3 separate regions of the Mus musculus genome follow, and regions 2 and 3 are each linked to region 1. The links are chromatin contacts, called in public Hi-C and HiChIP or PLAC-seq maps. All regions are on one chromosome and are shown on one strand. The core of a region is the stretch at or near the end of the contact, and the rest is flanking DNA. Distances in the headings are between cores, read along the strand shown. Region 1 holds the start of Gypa (glycophorin A). Region 2 overlaps Gm46044 (a long non-coding RNA gene). Region 3 holds the start of Frem3 (Fras1 related extracellular matrix protein 3).

Evidence for each region. Hi-C and Micro-C count contacts between places; a contact is called where the count stands out from the background. HiChIP or PLAC-seq counts read pairs in DNA pulled down with a chosen protein or histone mark.
Region 2: a Hi-C map of cumulus cells shows a contact between it and region 1, with 1.9 times the contacts expected there. The contact joins the enhancer-like site here to the promoter of Gypa in region 1. A contact is called at or near these places in 2 of 39 promoter capture datasets (the HPC-7 cell line and macrophages), 4 of 484 Hi-C or Micro-C datasets (cumulus cells, nephron progenitors and neural progenitor cells), 2 of 115 datasets of contacts at active chromatin or transcription factors (embryonic stem cells and fetal liver) and 1 of 9 other capture datasets (liver).
Region 3: an H3K4me3 HiChIP or PLAC-seq map of fetal liver shows a contact between it and region 1, with 2.8 times the contacts expected there. The contact joins the promoter of Frem3 here to the promoter of Gypa in region 1. A contact is called at or near these places in 5 of 39 promoter capture datasets (the HPC-7 cell line, embryonic stem cells, fetal liver and 1 more), 9 of 484 Hi-C or Micro-C datasets (cortical neurons, embryonic stem cells, gonadal supporting cells and 2 more), 7 of 115 datasets of contacts at active chromatin or transcription factors (cardiomyocytes, embryonic stem cells and fetal liver) and 2 of 9 other capture datasets (adipose tissue and embryonic stem cells).

The regions. Positions count from the first base shown.
Region 1 is chr8:80,491,212-80,495,939 of GRCm38.p6, reverse strand. Gypa (glycophorin A) reads right to left here and starts at 1,895. Exons shown (of 8, transcript NM_010369.3): 1 at 1,853-1,895. The coding sequence starts at 1,886. RefSeq lists a cis regulatory region at 1,991-2,173.
Region 2 is chr8:80,575,053-80,579,885 of GRCm38.p6, reverse strand. All of the region lies in intron 1 of Gm46044 (a long non-coding RNA gene), which reads left to right. Among named protein-coding and RNA genes, the nearest start is that of Gm46044, 15 kb to the left of the region's middle. Within about 2 kb of position 2,530, at least 2 of the 459 cell types and tissues checked have an H3K27ac peak or open chromatin away from gene starts, as enhancers often do.
Region 3 is chr8:80,608,954-80,613,738 of GRCm38.p6, reverse strand. Frem3 (Fras1 related extracellular matrix protein 3) reads right to left here and starts at 2,700. Exons shown (of 8, transcript NM_001167898.1): 1 at 1-2,700. The coding sequence starts at 2,659.

The DNA of each region.
Region 1 (4,728 bases), core at 646-3,145:
AAAAAGTTCTGAGGATGTGGAATAAAAGTAAACTTTATAAAGAAGTCACTGTCGCAACATTGTGGAGACCCCAAACATATTACACAGTCAGTCATTCTATCCGTGGCTATATATTGAAAGGGTGTGAAATGAGCACCCAAAGATACCTGATATCCACATGTTCTGCTGATCACAGCTCTAGTCGGGTGGACTGAAATACAAAGGCAGCCAGGGACCTCACATGATACAGAGACATCATGGTGTACTACTATGGCTAGTCATGGCTACCATAGCGAGCACCTATTTTAATGGTACTTAGCTCAGCCCTTATGCGGTTATTACGAGATCAGTATCAGCATTGCCTGCATTTTATAGATGAGGCCAAGATAGGGCCAATGATTTGCCTCAGGTATACCAGACTTAGATTTGAATTCACTTCTGTTTCTTGTGCCCGTGTTCCTTTTTTTTTTTTTTAGCAATCTCTTTTTTTCTTCTTCTTTTTTTAATTAGGTATTTTCCTCGTTTACATTTTCAATGCTATCCCAAAGGTCCCCCATACCCACCCCCCCAATCCCCTACCCACCCACTCCCCCTTTTTGGCCCTGGCGTTCCCCTGTACTGGGGCATATAAAGTTTGCAAGTCCAATGGGCCTCTCTTTGCAGTGATGGCCGACTAGGCCATCTTTTGATACATATGCAGCTAAAGACAAGAGCTCCCGGGTACTGGTTAGTTCATATTGTTGTTCCACCTATAGGGTTGCAGTTCCCTTTAGCTCCTTGGGTAATTTCTCTAGCTCCTCCACTGGGGGCCGTGTGACCCATCCAATAGCTGACTGTGATCATCCACTTCTGTGTTTACTAGGCCCCACATTGTGCCCGTGTTCCTAACGCTTGCCTCATACCCTCTGCCAGGGAGACTGAATCTCACCCAGTGTCCTACAGAGAGCTCAGCACTTCTCTGCTGTCCACCCTGACTCAGGCCGTAGCTGTGCCATGGATGAAATATGCTCCCCCCCCCCTCGCCTGGGCTATGTGTTTCTAACACAGAGTCACTCACTGTGTTTGAGAGAACATGGCTTAAAATATCCTCAGGAGGCCAAAAGTAAGGCTACTTTAAAATATTTTATTTTATATTATATTATATTTATTTTATTTTATATTATATTTATTTTATTATATCAATTTATCTTAATAATTTTTAAAATTTAAATTTCGATTAAAATTTTAAAAATATTAAATTAAAATTTTAATTATTTTAATAAATTAAATTATTTTAATAAATTAAATTAAATTATATTAATTTATTTTAAAAACATATTACTTTGGATTCAGCCCAGCCATAGAGCAATTAGAAAGGTTTTTGTGGTTATTGTTGTTTTTGTTGTTGTTTTCTTAGTAACAGTAGTAACAGTTCCACAAAGAGAAACCCCTCAGTTTCATGCTGACAGCTTGTCTCCTCTCAGCAGGAGAAACTGGTTATACTAGTTTTGAAAAAGAAAGGGCATAAGTCTACCCTAACCTTCACCAGTTAACCTTAGCTTAGAAATAAGTCTCTTCATAGCCCCAAGCGAAGTAACATGGTTATTTATGTAACGATATTACTTACACTTGATACAAGTTTACTGCTATCTAGGGTTAGAATCAAAGGCATTTCTTAGACTGGGGAACTGCTATTCAGGCACAAATGGTTGTGGGCTGCAGTGTGCCACTCCTGTCCCTAGCTGAATCCTATTTAAACACACCCTCCAGACTGAAACTGAATGTACTACTCAGTCATTGGTTCAGTTAAGTAAGAAAACCAGCATTGGGGCAATTCATAGTTTAAATAAGTCATCGAGAATAAAATATCATCAAGCTGAAAATATTCACTCACCTGATGTTGTCACAGCAGCTGTGCTCTCGGTCATACTGGGAGTGTCTGTCAGCCTTAGGAAGGCCTTGCCTACCTCCTGGTATCTCTCAGGCCCACCTTCCCGGGGCCTCTATCCGTTGACACACATTGGCTAGCATTTAAATGATGCAACATTATTTAGTGTCTGTTAATAAAGATAACTAGAGGTCTGCATAACTGCGAGGACCAGAGTGGAATTAAAATCTTTGTTCCAAAGAATTGCCTGCTGTGTTAAATTTACTTCATGTAAACGAAGTGAGCACCACAAGGCAGCACCAAGGACCACTCAACTGGACATAGAGACTGCAGAGGTCAGGGCAGGCGCTGGACTTGGAGAGTAGGAGTGTTTCTAATGCGGGGGTCCCTATGATCCCTTAAGAAAGTGGCTTCTTGTGTACGAACTGCATGCATTGAAAACTTTACACAATGTTTGCGAACTCTGAGGTTTGAAAGGCTGTCAAGCTCGTGACAGCTCAAAGAGTAATGAAAGAAACGTGAGTCGGGAGAAATCTTCCAGGAAAGTGGAATTCGAACTGAACTGCAGTGTCCGTGTGGCTATAAAAGCAGTTACGTGCTTTACAATGCTTTAAAATGCTCTGTTGCTCAGTGACCGTGAGGCAATCCCCAAATAACAAAAGTAAACGCTAGAAAACAAGACCAGGCAAACCCCAGTCACCCTGAAAGCATAAAGGGAGTGTGTGTAGCGCTGAGCAGAAGCAGGAAGCCCGACCACAGCGGAGACAAACTCCAGGCAGATACCGGCTTGGGCTCAGGACATAGGAGAAGAGTAGCTTTGATTCGAAAGTCTTTGGAAATCAGCCCTTATTAAGCTGCGGAGCGGGAGCTGACCACCAGCTAATAGAGAATTGCGGTTCTTTCTGGTGTCCTTGATGCGTCCTCCCCTCCCCCCCCGCCCCCGAATTTAAAGAAATGCAAAAGCTGGTGGCTTCTCAGGTTGAAAATTCGAGTGTGTGGAAATGGAGACACGTGGCGACCTCTAGTGGCTGTTCTGCATAATAGAAACGAAATGTGGAAACAAAACAAAACAAGAAAACACAACTGGAGAAAACATCAAGTCTTTCCCTTCCTCTTCGTTGTCCAGGAGTATCATCAGGTCGTATCTATGACTTACATCCCACAAATGTGTCAGGCAAGCACAACTGTGTTTTGAGAATTTTGAGCCAGCGTCTGAAGATTAAACAATTGTGTTTGAGACATGCAATCTGACAGAGATCTCATCAGGTTGGTTCTGTATGTGCTTGGCTACTTTTCTCTAAGTAGTATTGGGCCAGTCACTGCAGCGCCATGCAGAAACACAAGCTACGATGTTGGAGAGGAGGAAAATAGTTTGGATCCTTGAGCTCTGTCCGACGTCTATCGTCCTTGTTTTAGCCGTTCATTTCTGCCTACGAGTATCTGCCAGCTACCTCTGCTTCAGATGATTGCTACAGGTGATTCCTGCCGATCTCAACAGGAGGGCGAGACTTTTATGGTTTTTTTTTTCCCACGGGAGTTCGCACCTTGTCTCTGTGTTCCTATAGAATGTTCAAACTACTTCCTGTTTTATTTTCTTCATCCAAATGCTTTTTTAAACTTAAGGAAACGCAAGATTATACACATATGACACTCAAAATGACCCACTTGGGGAGGAAGGGGGCAGACGCAAGAGCCAAGGAGTGGACAAGTTTGCAACATAGCCCATGCTTATTCCCATAGGAAGCTGTGAGATTTCTTTAAGGATGAATTTATTCATCATTGATCAAAAGGAGGTATACTTCAATTAAAAAACAGGGTATTAAATGGAAAAAAAACAAGATTATTCTTTGTTTTGTTTTGTGTGTGTGGTTTTGACAGGATAGTAAATGGAGACAAAAAAACAGATTAGTCTTTGCTTCTTTGTGGTTCTGACAGGCTTCAACTCAGGGATGAAAATGGAGGATGGATTGGGAAGAACGGAGGGAGGGGTCAGGATCCACAGCCAGCCTACCTGCTTTCTTGGCTTGAGTGGTCTGTGGGTTCCCAGGAAATGCCTGCTGGGGCTAGGGCATCAGATAATGCCATGAGTCCAGGGAGAGAGTTCTGGATGGAAAGATTTGTGTGATCCAATGAGGGCCATGGCAGGTGGTCTCTGCAGCATTAGAGATGAGACTGGGGATTAGATTTAGGACAGAGGTTGGCTAGATGAATGTCTGCAGTGAGTCTACTTGCTTCTCTGGTTATAGTTGTATATTGGAGTTTGGTGTTGGGATAAGATAGCCAGAGGAGATCTTTGAAATTCATTAGAGGAGGCAGAGATGAAAGAGGGACCTCTGCTGGTGGTCTCCTGTAGAAGTTAGAAGGAGAATGTCCAGTTGGAGTTGAGAGTGGAGGAAGAGGGAAAGGTCTACCTCCTTCTTTCTCCAGAGTCCCAACATTATATTTTAAGAAAGGTTTTCTGATAACATCCCAGAGAAGAATTTATTCAGTTTCTGGATTTAAATGCTTTTCGTTTTTCTTTAGTTTTTGAAGGATACTCTAACTTTGTACAGATTTGTAAGTGTCTATGATTTTCTTTTGTTACTTTAAAAGTGCATTCTTTGTTGAAGTCAAAGACACCTCTCTCACCTCAAAGGGAATAGGAGATTATTTCAGACCTAAATATGAGTGACTGTAGCCTGGGAGCATATATGTAGGTTACCTACAAATACCACATTCCAGTGTGGAAACAATCTCATGAAGTGTTTGTAGTAAAAAAAGAAAGTCTTAAGCCATGGCCTTTGTACAATGTGTTGGTGGAAGCACGAGGTAGGTGGGGTCTAGCCGAGTGGGGAACCTGCTGTAGTCCTCAGTTGCATTTATTCTAAGCCTTTGGGCCAGTG
Region 2 (4,833 bases), core at 1,281-3,780, 83 kb before region 1:
TAACCCCTGACTATCTGTCTTCGTTAGGGTTTCTATTGCTGGGAAGAGACACTATGACCAAGGCAACTCTTATGAAGAAAACCATTTAACTGGAGCTGGCTTACAGTTCAGAGGTTTAGTCCATTATCATCATGGTGGAAAACAGGGTAGCATGAAGGTAGACATGGTCCTGGAGAGGTAGCTCAAAGTTTCTACATCTGAATCAGCAGGGTTCAGGAAGAGACAACCACAAAGACCTGGCCTGAGCTTCTGAAACCTCAAAGCCTGTCCCCAGAGACACCCTTTCTTCAAAACACCACACCTACTCCAACAAGGCCATACCTTCTAATAGTGCCACTCCCTATTAGCCCTATGGGGGCCATTTTTTTCAAGCCACCACACTGTGTTAATTACATTTAAGTTGGCCAAGGCAACTTAGGGAAGAAAGAGTTTGTTGGGTTTATGATTTCAGAGGGTAAGTCTATGACCATCATGGCAGAGAGGATGGCAGTATGCAAATAGGTATAGAATCAGAAGCTGAGAGCTTGCATCTGATCCATAAGTGGTAGGAATCTAGGTGGGAATGGTATGGGGCTTTTAATCATCAAAGCTCACTCACAGTGACAAGGCCACATCTCCTCCAACAAGGCCATGCCTCCTCCAGCAAGGTCACACCTCCTTTAACAAGGCCACACCTCCTTCAACAAGGTCACACCTCCTCTGACATGTCTCATCCCAATCCTTTCCAAATTAACTGGGGAACAATAATTCAAATACATACACCCATGGGAACGATTCTCATTCAAACCACCACAATGCCCATGGCTTCCAGTGACTTTATACAGTTCTAGCTAGAGCAGAAGAGGTTCATGGATGCAGTTGATGCTGACCATCTCCCACTGCACAGAGGGTTAGAAAAACTATGAGCATCATTTTGTGGGTAATACTTGGGGGGAGGTGTCTTCTCAGAGGTGAAGGGGAGGGAGTATAGGGAAAGAACTCTGAGAGGGAGGACCAGGAGGGGGGCAACATTTGGGATGTAAGTAAATAAAATAACCAATTAATAATAATGATAAAGAAAGGTCCAGATGGAATGGAGGATACTGGGAAACCAATCCCTTTAGATCAACTGACCAGAGCTCATATGAATTCACAGACTGAAGCAGCAAGTCCAGGGCCTACAGAGGTCTGCACCAGGTGCTCTATGTATATATTATGGCGTTTAAATTAATATTTTATGGGATTCCCGAGTGTGTGAACAAGTGGGTGTCTGATTCTTGTGACTTCTCTTGTGGTCTTTTCCTAATGTTAATTATTAGTCCCTCTTTGTGCATATTTTCAAAATTTGTATTATTAGACCAAAGAGAATGAAAAAGGTGAAGGCTCCTGAAGGACTTGCTCTTGCCACAGAATTACATCTACAATCCTGATTGCTATTCCACTAAGAGCTTGCTGTTTGTTTCAGCATAATTTCTACATGTATATGTTCTTTTGTGTATATACATGTGTATATGTAAAATATATTAATTTTATGCATTTCAATGTGCATTAAGTTCTTTACTTGGCAGTTATTATTAGCACATATATATCATAAGTTAATTTGAAAATAAGACTGCATATGACACAAGAGATTAGGCAAATATTTGAGATACTTAGCATATCTTTAGTTCCTATAGTTTTGTTTCTGAATAAAAAAATTAAACATGTTTGTTAATTTATGTTTTCATCAAAGACAGTACACAGAAATCTGCTTCTAGAAATCTGATAACTTGTCCTCCCCCTTCCTTCCTTCCTTCCTTCCTTCCTTCCTTCCTTCCTTCCTTCCTTCCTTCCTTCCTCCCTCCCTTCCTTCCTTCCTAAGATTTATTTGTGGGGTATGAAGTTACACACCTTTAATCCTAGCACTGAGGAGGCAGAGACAAGTGGACTTCTAAGAACAAGGCCAGCCTGGTGTACATAGTGAGATTCAGGAAAATGCAGGGCTACATAGAGTAACTTTGCCTTGAAAATCAAAACCAACCAACCAACCAACCAACCAACCAACCAACCAACCAACCAACCAACCAACCAAAACCAGAGAAACAAACAAACACTGGATCCAAACCTAAAACCAACCACAAACATCTATTTATTTTTATTTTATGTGCATGGTTGTGTTGCTTGCATGTCTGTCTATTCACCATAAGTGTGCTGTACAGTGGAAGCCAGAAGAGAGTCTCAGATCCCCTGGAGCTGGAGTTACAAATGGTCGTGATCCACTGTGTGGGTGCTGGAAACCATAGCCCTGACAGAGCAGCCAGTGGTCTTATCTGCTGAGCCATTTCTCTGGCCCTCTGTAGATTTCTTAACCATAGAGTTTCTTTACTCGAGGAAAATTCCTGAGTTCATTGAGTGAAGCAATTCAGGAAGAAGCAGAAACCCCTTAATCCTTTAACCCTCTCCTTTATTTAAAATATTCTGCTATTTAGGCCACCAGACAGACTCATCCTGAGGACACGGTGACTCATTGTTTGCTAAATCCACCAGACACTTGAGTGGTCTGACCTCTCAGCACATTTGCCATCTCCAACATGCCTTTTCCGGAAGCTGTCACCCCTTGTCATTCCTGGCCTGTCCTTGTTTTCCACATCTCTGGAGCCAGATTGTCTTGGCACTGTCATTATGAGTCATGTGACCTTGAGTAACTCATGAAGCTTCCTTGGGATCTGGTCTTCTCATAGTAAAATAGACATAAAATAGAACCTGTATCAAAGAGCAGAGGTGAGGCCACATGTGTGAACCTCAGAGCAGGGGTGAGGCCACATGTGTGAACCTCAGAGCAGGGGTGAGACCACATGTGTGAACCACAGAGCAGGGGTGAGGCCACATGTGTGAACCACAGAGCAGGGGTGAGGCCACATGTGTGAACCTCAGAACAAGGGTAAGACCACACATGTGAACGTTAGAGTAGGCAGGAGGCCACATGTATGAACAATCTGACCTCCTTGTATCACAGGCAGAGGAAACTGGCTTCCTGAAAAAACAAAAACAAAAACAAAAACAAAAACAAAACAAAACAAAAAACCCCTGAAAGCTCTATATGTATCGTCTGCAAATTTTCTTAAGATGACCATTGAACAATTCTGTGAACATGTCAACAATGTTGGACAGAGGAGGTTAGTATAGTTAACCCTTCCAGAACCAAGCACTCAGGGTTACTTATGCTTGCCACTGGAAGAGTTATATGTCTCTACACAAGCCATAACCTGCTGCAAAAAAACATTTTCTGGCCAAAGTAGAGAGCAACACACGCCTCCACCTACCATTTACTCACTACCATGCACTCACAAGTGCATGTTTGTCACGTGCTCGTAGACTTCTTCAATGATCACCTCAGGAAATCGTACTGTGTTCATTATTTACAAGGAAACTTGCTCAGTTACAGTCATTTCCATTTCCAACCCCCTTCTTTCCCAGGTCTGGCTGTCAGTCTCCTTTCTGTCTCTATATGTCTGAATATTTTGGACATCTCATGTAAGCGAATCACATAATATATAGTTTTTGTAAATGCCTTTATTTACTTTGTAAAACATTTCCAATGTCTATCATGTTGTAATATGTATCCTACTCCCTTTTAAAACCAAATCTTATTTTATTAATTATTTTGTTCACACACATGAATGTAGGCACATGGGTGTCATGGAGTGTGTGTGTGAGGCCCAAGGACAACTGTGGTGTCAGCCATTGCCTTTCCACTTTGACATGGTGTCTCTCTGTTGTTCTCTGTCATGCACACCAGGCTGGCTGGTTCAGGAGCTTCTGGGGATCCTTCAGTCTTTGCCCCTGGTGTCCCAATGGTAGCACTGGGGATCACAGGTGCTCCAATGACCGCTTGTGTCTTTTGCATGGGATCCAGGGATTTGAACTCGGGTTTTCATGCAGCACAGCAAGACCTCTTACTCACAGGGCCTTGCCCCAGGCTCCTCATTTAATTTGGAACAGTAGTCCAATGTATTGATTTATCACCATTGTTCATCTATTCACCAGTTAATATACCACAGCCCTGGTTATTCTGGAACTCAGAGCTCTGCCTGCCTCTGCCTCCTGAGTGCTGGGATTAAAGGTGTGCGCAACCACTGCTTGCCTAGGCTGTACTCTTGAGTCTCTCTTGAGTATGTATCTAAGAGGTTCTAGGTCACATGCTAGCCCTATCATTTCCAAACTGATTTCCCAAGAGGATGCGAGATGACAGAAGCATTTCTCTTTCCGTATTCTTACCAATGCCTTCTGTCTGTCTTTTGACGATAGTTATTCTAGCGAGTGTGAAATAGCATTTCTCTACTATTTCGTTGTGCATTTTCCTGATGCTTACTGAGCATCTTTCTATGTCCTTTCTGACAACTTGCACTTCATCTTTGGAGAAATGTCTCTGTGTTTGTCTATTGGGTTATTTATTTATTTTATTGAATTATCATTATAATGGCTTCAATATCAGTTTTATTCTTGAGTCTGGAAACAAATATTAGGAGTCCATATTTTTTGTTTGAGTTTCACGGTTGCTCCAGAGCTCCCACAATCCCATAGGCTCCTAAAAAGTCTGTTTATCATTCTGAATTATCTCATTGAACACCCCCCCCCACACACACACCGCTATCCTCTCTGGAGCCCAAATGTCATCTTTGTATAGAGATTTGCTTTTCTGTTACATTTAACCACACATCATCAATTACTATATCCACCTTTTAAAACAAAATTTCCATCTTGGCTGCCATCCTCTTCAGGACCAACATCACTGACTGCATCGCTGTGGTTTCTCTAACCTGCTCTTCACAGACCTTTAGAACGGATTCCCTCTGCATTTGGAAATGGATGTTC
Region 3 (4,785 bases), core at 1,451-3,950, 120 kb before region 1:
CATCAGCTAGCATAAATGATTCTCCTGGAACCATATATTTTTTAAAGTACTGCAAGTGTCCATGCTGGGGACCCCAAACTAAAATGAAGAAAATTTGATCATCATTGGTGTCAGGGTCTGAAACATTAAGTTCACCTCTGCCAAGAATAAAGCTATCTCCCTCCAAGACAGCGAAGCCTCTATTGATGACTTTTGGTGGCTGATTGTTCAAAGGCTGCAGGAATACTGTGAATGTACCTGACACACTGTTGCCTGCAGTGTCTTCCACCTTATAGGTGAATTGTACAACTCGAGGTACAATGCCAAGATTCCTCTGTGGGGGTCGATAAGCAATTTTTTGATGATTGACCTGGGTTTGGGTAAAATGAACGATGGGTCTACCTGGTGAATCAGTGAGCACGATCTCTCCAGCCTGGACTTGATGGTTGCTGTCAGCGTCTGTTGGTCGCGTCAGTAGAGTGTACCACAGGTTCTGTTCATCTGAGTTCTGGTCAGTGTACTGGAGGTACTTCTGCTGGAAGGGAGTGAGCTGGTATCCTTGCACTGTCATTTCTAGGGTCGTTTCTGGAGATAGCTGAGGCTGCGACGTATCTGCAGGCTGGATGCTGATGGTGAAGAAGTGCTGGTTGGAGAGGTTTGGTGGGTCCTGGTCATCCTGCACATGGAAGGCCAGATGAGCCACTGGAGATGGGCTATGTGGTCCAGGATGGGAGAAGAACAGTCTCCCTTCCATTATGTCTCTCTGCAGCCACTCAGTCACTACCGTCTCATAAAGGCCCTCCTTTTCCACATAGTGCCAGTCACTGTACAGAAGGGACGAAGGGGGCTCAGCCTGCCTCAGCAGCATGTTGCCTGGGTGCTGGCTTGAGCTGTAGGAACCAGGGGCCAGATCTTCATGTGTTTCTTCCTCTTTTCCTTCCAGGTGTTCGTCTTCCAACACAAAGAGGATAGCTGAGTCCTCAGAATCAATATCGGTGGCACATAAGACAAAGGGGGATATCTGGACCACTTGCCCTTCAGTCACGGAGAGTCCCATGTTGGCGGTGAGCACTGGTGCCGCATCATCCACGGGCACGATAGTGATGGGGAAGAGGAAGTCCACCCGGTGGTGCTCACCCTCCATCTTGAGGATGATGTTGTCACTGTAAGAGTCACTGCCATCATGCTGGTACACCACTCTCCCTGCACTTAGGTCTGCCAGTGTGAAATTCTTGCACCCAGCAGGTGCCCCATGCACTACCAGCTGCCCGTGTTGCAAACCTCTGACTGCAACAATTTTTATTTCTTTGGAATTATCTTTATCACTGACCTGAAAGCTTAGGGCATCAGACAAGGGCCTTGCCTGGCCTTCAAACACCACAAGTCCTCCTCTGTAGCTAGCTATTGGAGCCAGCACATTCATAGACTTTACCACCACCATGAAAGCAAAAGGCTCAGAGGTGTCACCATCTTCATCCACCACCTGCAGTTTGAGCTGAAAGACGTGGTCCCCTTCTGAGCTCCCCGTTGGGGGTCGATAGGCTATTTTCAGCTCTCGAAGCTCTTTCTGGGTAAAGAAAGAGACTGGAAGGCCCAGGGGGTCATCTGTGTTCACCACATAACCCTGTCCACCATGGTGTCCAGGTGGGGCCTCGGGTACATTGAGAATGTTGAAGACTAGGTCGTCAGGGTCTGACTCGCTGTCTTCTGCAGCCAGCACATCAGGTGTCAGGGCTGTCAGTAAGGACTGTTCAACCTCCACTATCATTAGAGCCGCGAGACTAGGTATTGGTGCTGTGCTCCTGGCTCGCTTCTGGATTCTGACTTGAATTTGGAAGTACTCCTGGGCCAGCACCTCCACTGACCTAGTACCTTGTGACTCTGGTCCAAGCAGCTCCACTAGCATGGGCACATAGTCCCTGCTGGGTGAGGATGGTGTGGTGGTATGCTGGTAGCGTACGCCAGCCTGGATAAAAGCCTCACAGTCGGCCAGATGGCCCCTGGAGAGAGGGTTCCCAGCGGTGTCCACCAAGAGTCCATACTTGGGGAGTGGTCCGCCAGGGTGAGGAAGCACGGTGAGCCTGCACCTGCTCCTGGAGGCAAAGTTTAGCACTCTCCTGTCGATGGCATGGCTGCAGCCTAGCACTTTAAACACTTTCAGTGGCCTGTTGCGCGCCACCAACTGAAGCTTGGGGAAGACTACATTCACTTGCAGAGTGAAGGGCAGCACCAGCGTGGAATTCCCTGCGTCATAGCGCACCTGCAGCTGTATCCGGGTTCTTGTGGAGCTGGGCGAGCCGAAGTGAGTGTACTTAACCTGTTGGGCCCCGAAATCACAGGGAAATTGGTGCGGGGAGAGCGCGCCTTGGAGCCGCGGGAAGTCCAGCACTGTCACCTTGCACTGATCCCCGCGCTGCACTCGAATCACTAGATCCCGCAGTGGGTTAAGCCAAACCGAGCGGCCCTGTGGCACTTGGAACCCGGAGTTGGCGATCAGAATGCCAGGGTTCTGGTGACTACCACCATTAAGCGCTCCCCAGGGAGGCAGGTAAAGCTCACAGTGGGACACGTTTTCACTCAAGGGTACCCTTTCCCTCAGTGCACAAGTCAGAAGCAGGCAGGTGAGAGTCACTAGCAGCTGCAGGGACATCCCAGGAAGGCTCAGAGAATCTCCAGCCATAGTCCGATGGAATTCTGGAGTTGATATATCTAGAGGATGCCCACTCCAGTGGAAGCAGAGAGACTCTGCGGGAGGGCGGGGATGCTTGGATCCCGCCAGATCCAGGAGCTGCAGCAACTAACAGCAACGGACAAGCTCTCTCTGTCTTTTGCATTCCAAGTCTCCACCTGAGCTGGTGTCAGTGGCCCCCCAGATGTGCCCCAGCACACCGACACATAGCGAGCATGCAGGCACTCCCCGCCGCTTCCCAGTGTCTTTAGCCCAGTTACCTTGATTTGTCACAGCCTTGAGTTGCCTGCCTCCCACTGTCTTCTTTGGATACCCCTTTCTCTGGGAGCCACAAGAGGATTGTTCCTCGGGGCTGGGAAAGTGAGAGTGACTGCGCCTGGGTGAGTTATGTGCGTGGGAGACACCGCTGGCATGGTCTGTTCACCCAGGAGGAATAGTGTCTCTGATTGAGTGCAGAGCCAGTCTCTCTTACCGCTGACAGGAGTGCTTTTTCTCGCCAAAATTGAGTTTCACGTTGGACATTAAAAAAAGCTGGTGGGAGGGATTTTTGCAAAAAAGAATTTCCTGTCTGTCTGTCTGTCTGTCTGTCTGTCTGTCTGATGAAGCAGCTTATTCCAGGTCTGTCAATTCTGCACGTTCACAGCAACCCTGGTAGTTTCTTTGCAGGGTCTTTTTTTTTTTTTTTTTTTTTTTTTTTTTGCGATGAGGGAACAGGATCTCTCTCTCTCTCTCTCTCTCTCTCTCTCTCTCTCTCTCTCTGTGTGTGTGTGTGTGTGTGTGTGTGTGTGTGTCAGGGACGGGGCAGGGGCAGCTTCAGGGTTTGGAGAGTGGGGAAGCAACAATTTCCAGGCTGGCAAACTTGAAGAGCTTTTAATCTGTTCCCAGTGAATGGGTCTCACACAAAGCAATTGGGTGTGGGGGGTCAGCTTCCTGTGGCTTTCTTAGAATGTAGTTTCCATACCTGATCAACACTAGACATTAGCTGTTTCTTTTCTTTCCTGTTACTTTCTTGGTTGGAAAATATACATTAGCCAGGGGAGAGGAGGTAGGAGCAGCAGTGCCCAAGAAAACCCCACAACTAAATCTCTGTGATAATCCATTGCACGCTCGGAACCAGGCTTTCAAATGATGGCCTTTCCTGTCTGTGAGTGACGTGAGTGCCAGGTCTTGACTTGTCTTAATTTCTTAGGGACTAGAAGAATCTGGTCAGTCACTGTTCAAGATAATCCATGTCACCTGATTCCTTTTTTTCATGTCAGGGACATTTTAGTGACTGAAAATAGATGCATGCAAAACTCTTGGTTAAAAAAAAAAGCTTCAATTGGATAATATAAACCTGGGGGTTATATCCACAAATTAATCTTTCGATCTTTCTGCAGTGTTGCAGATGGTTAATTTACTTTAGCAGCAGCAGCCACTGCTGCTGCCATAGCCAGGACCACACCACTGTTTTTTTTTTAAATTTTTTTTAATTAGGTATTTTTCTCGTTTACATTTTCAATGCTATCCCAAAGGTCCCCCATATCCACCCCACCCCCAATCCCCTACCCACCCACTCCCCCTTTTTGGCCCTGGCGTTCCCCTGTACTGGGCATCTAAAGTTGGCAAGTCCAATGGGTCTCTCTTTGCAGTGATGGCCGACTAGGCCATCTTTTGATGCATATGCAGCTAGAGACAAGAGTTCCGGGGTACTGGTTAGTTCATATTGTTGTTCCACCTATACGGTTGCAGTTCCCTTTAGCTCCTTGGGTAATATCTCTAGCTCTTGCATTGGGGGCCGTGTGATCCATCCAATAGCTGACTGTGATCATCCACTTCTGTGTTTACTAGGCCCCGGCATAGTCTCACAAGAGAGAGCTATATCTGGGTCCTTTCAGCAAAATTTTGCTAGTGTGTGCAATGGTGTCAGCGTTTGGAAGCTGATTATGGGATGGATCCCTGCATATGGCAATCACTAGATGGTGCATCTTTTCGTCACAGCTCCAAATTTTGTCTCTGTAGCTCCTTCCATGGGTGTTTTGTTCCCATTTCTAGGAAGGGGTAAAGTGTCCACACTTTGGTCTTCCTTCTTCTTGAATTTCATGCGTTTAGCAAGTTGTATCTTATATCTTGGGTAT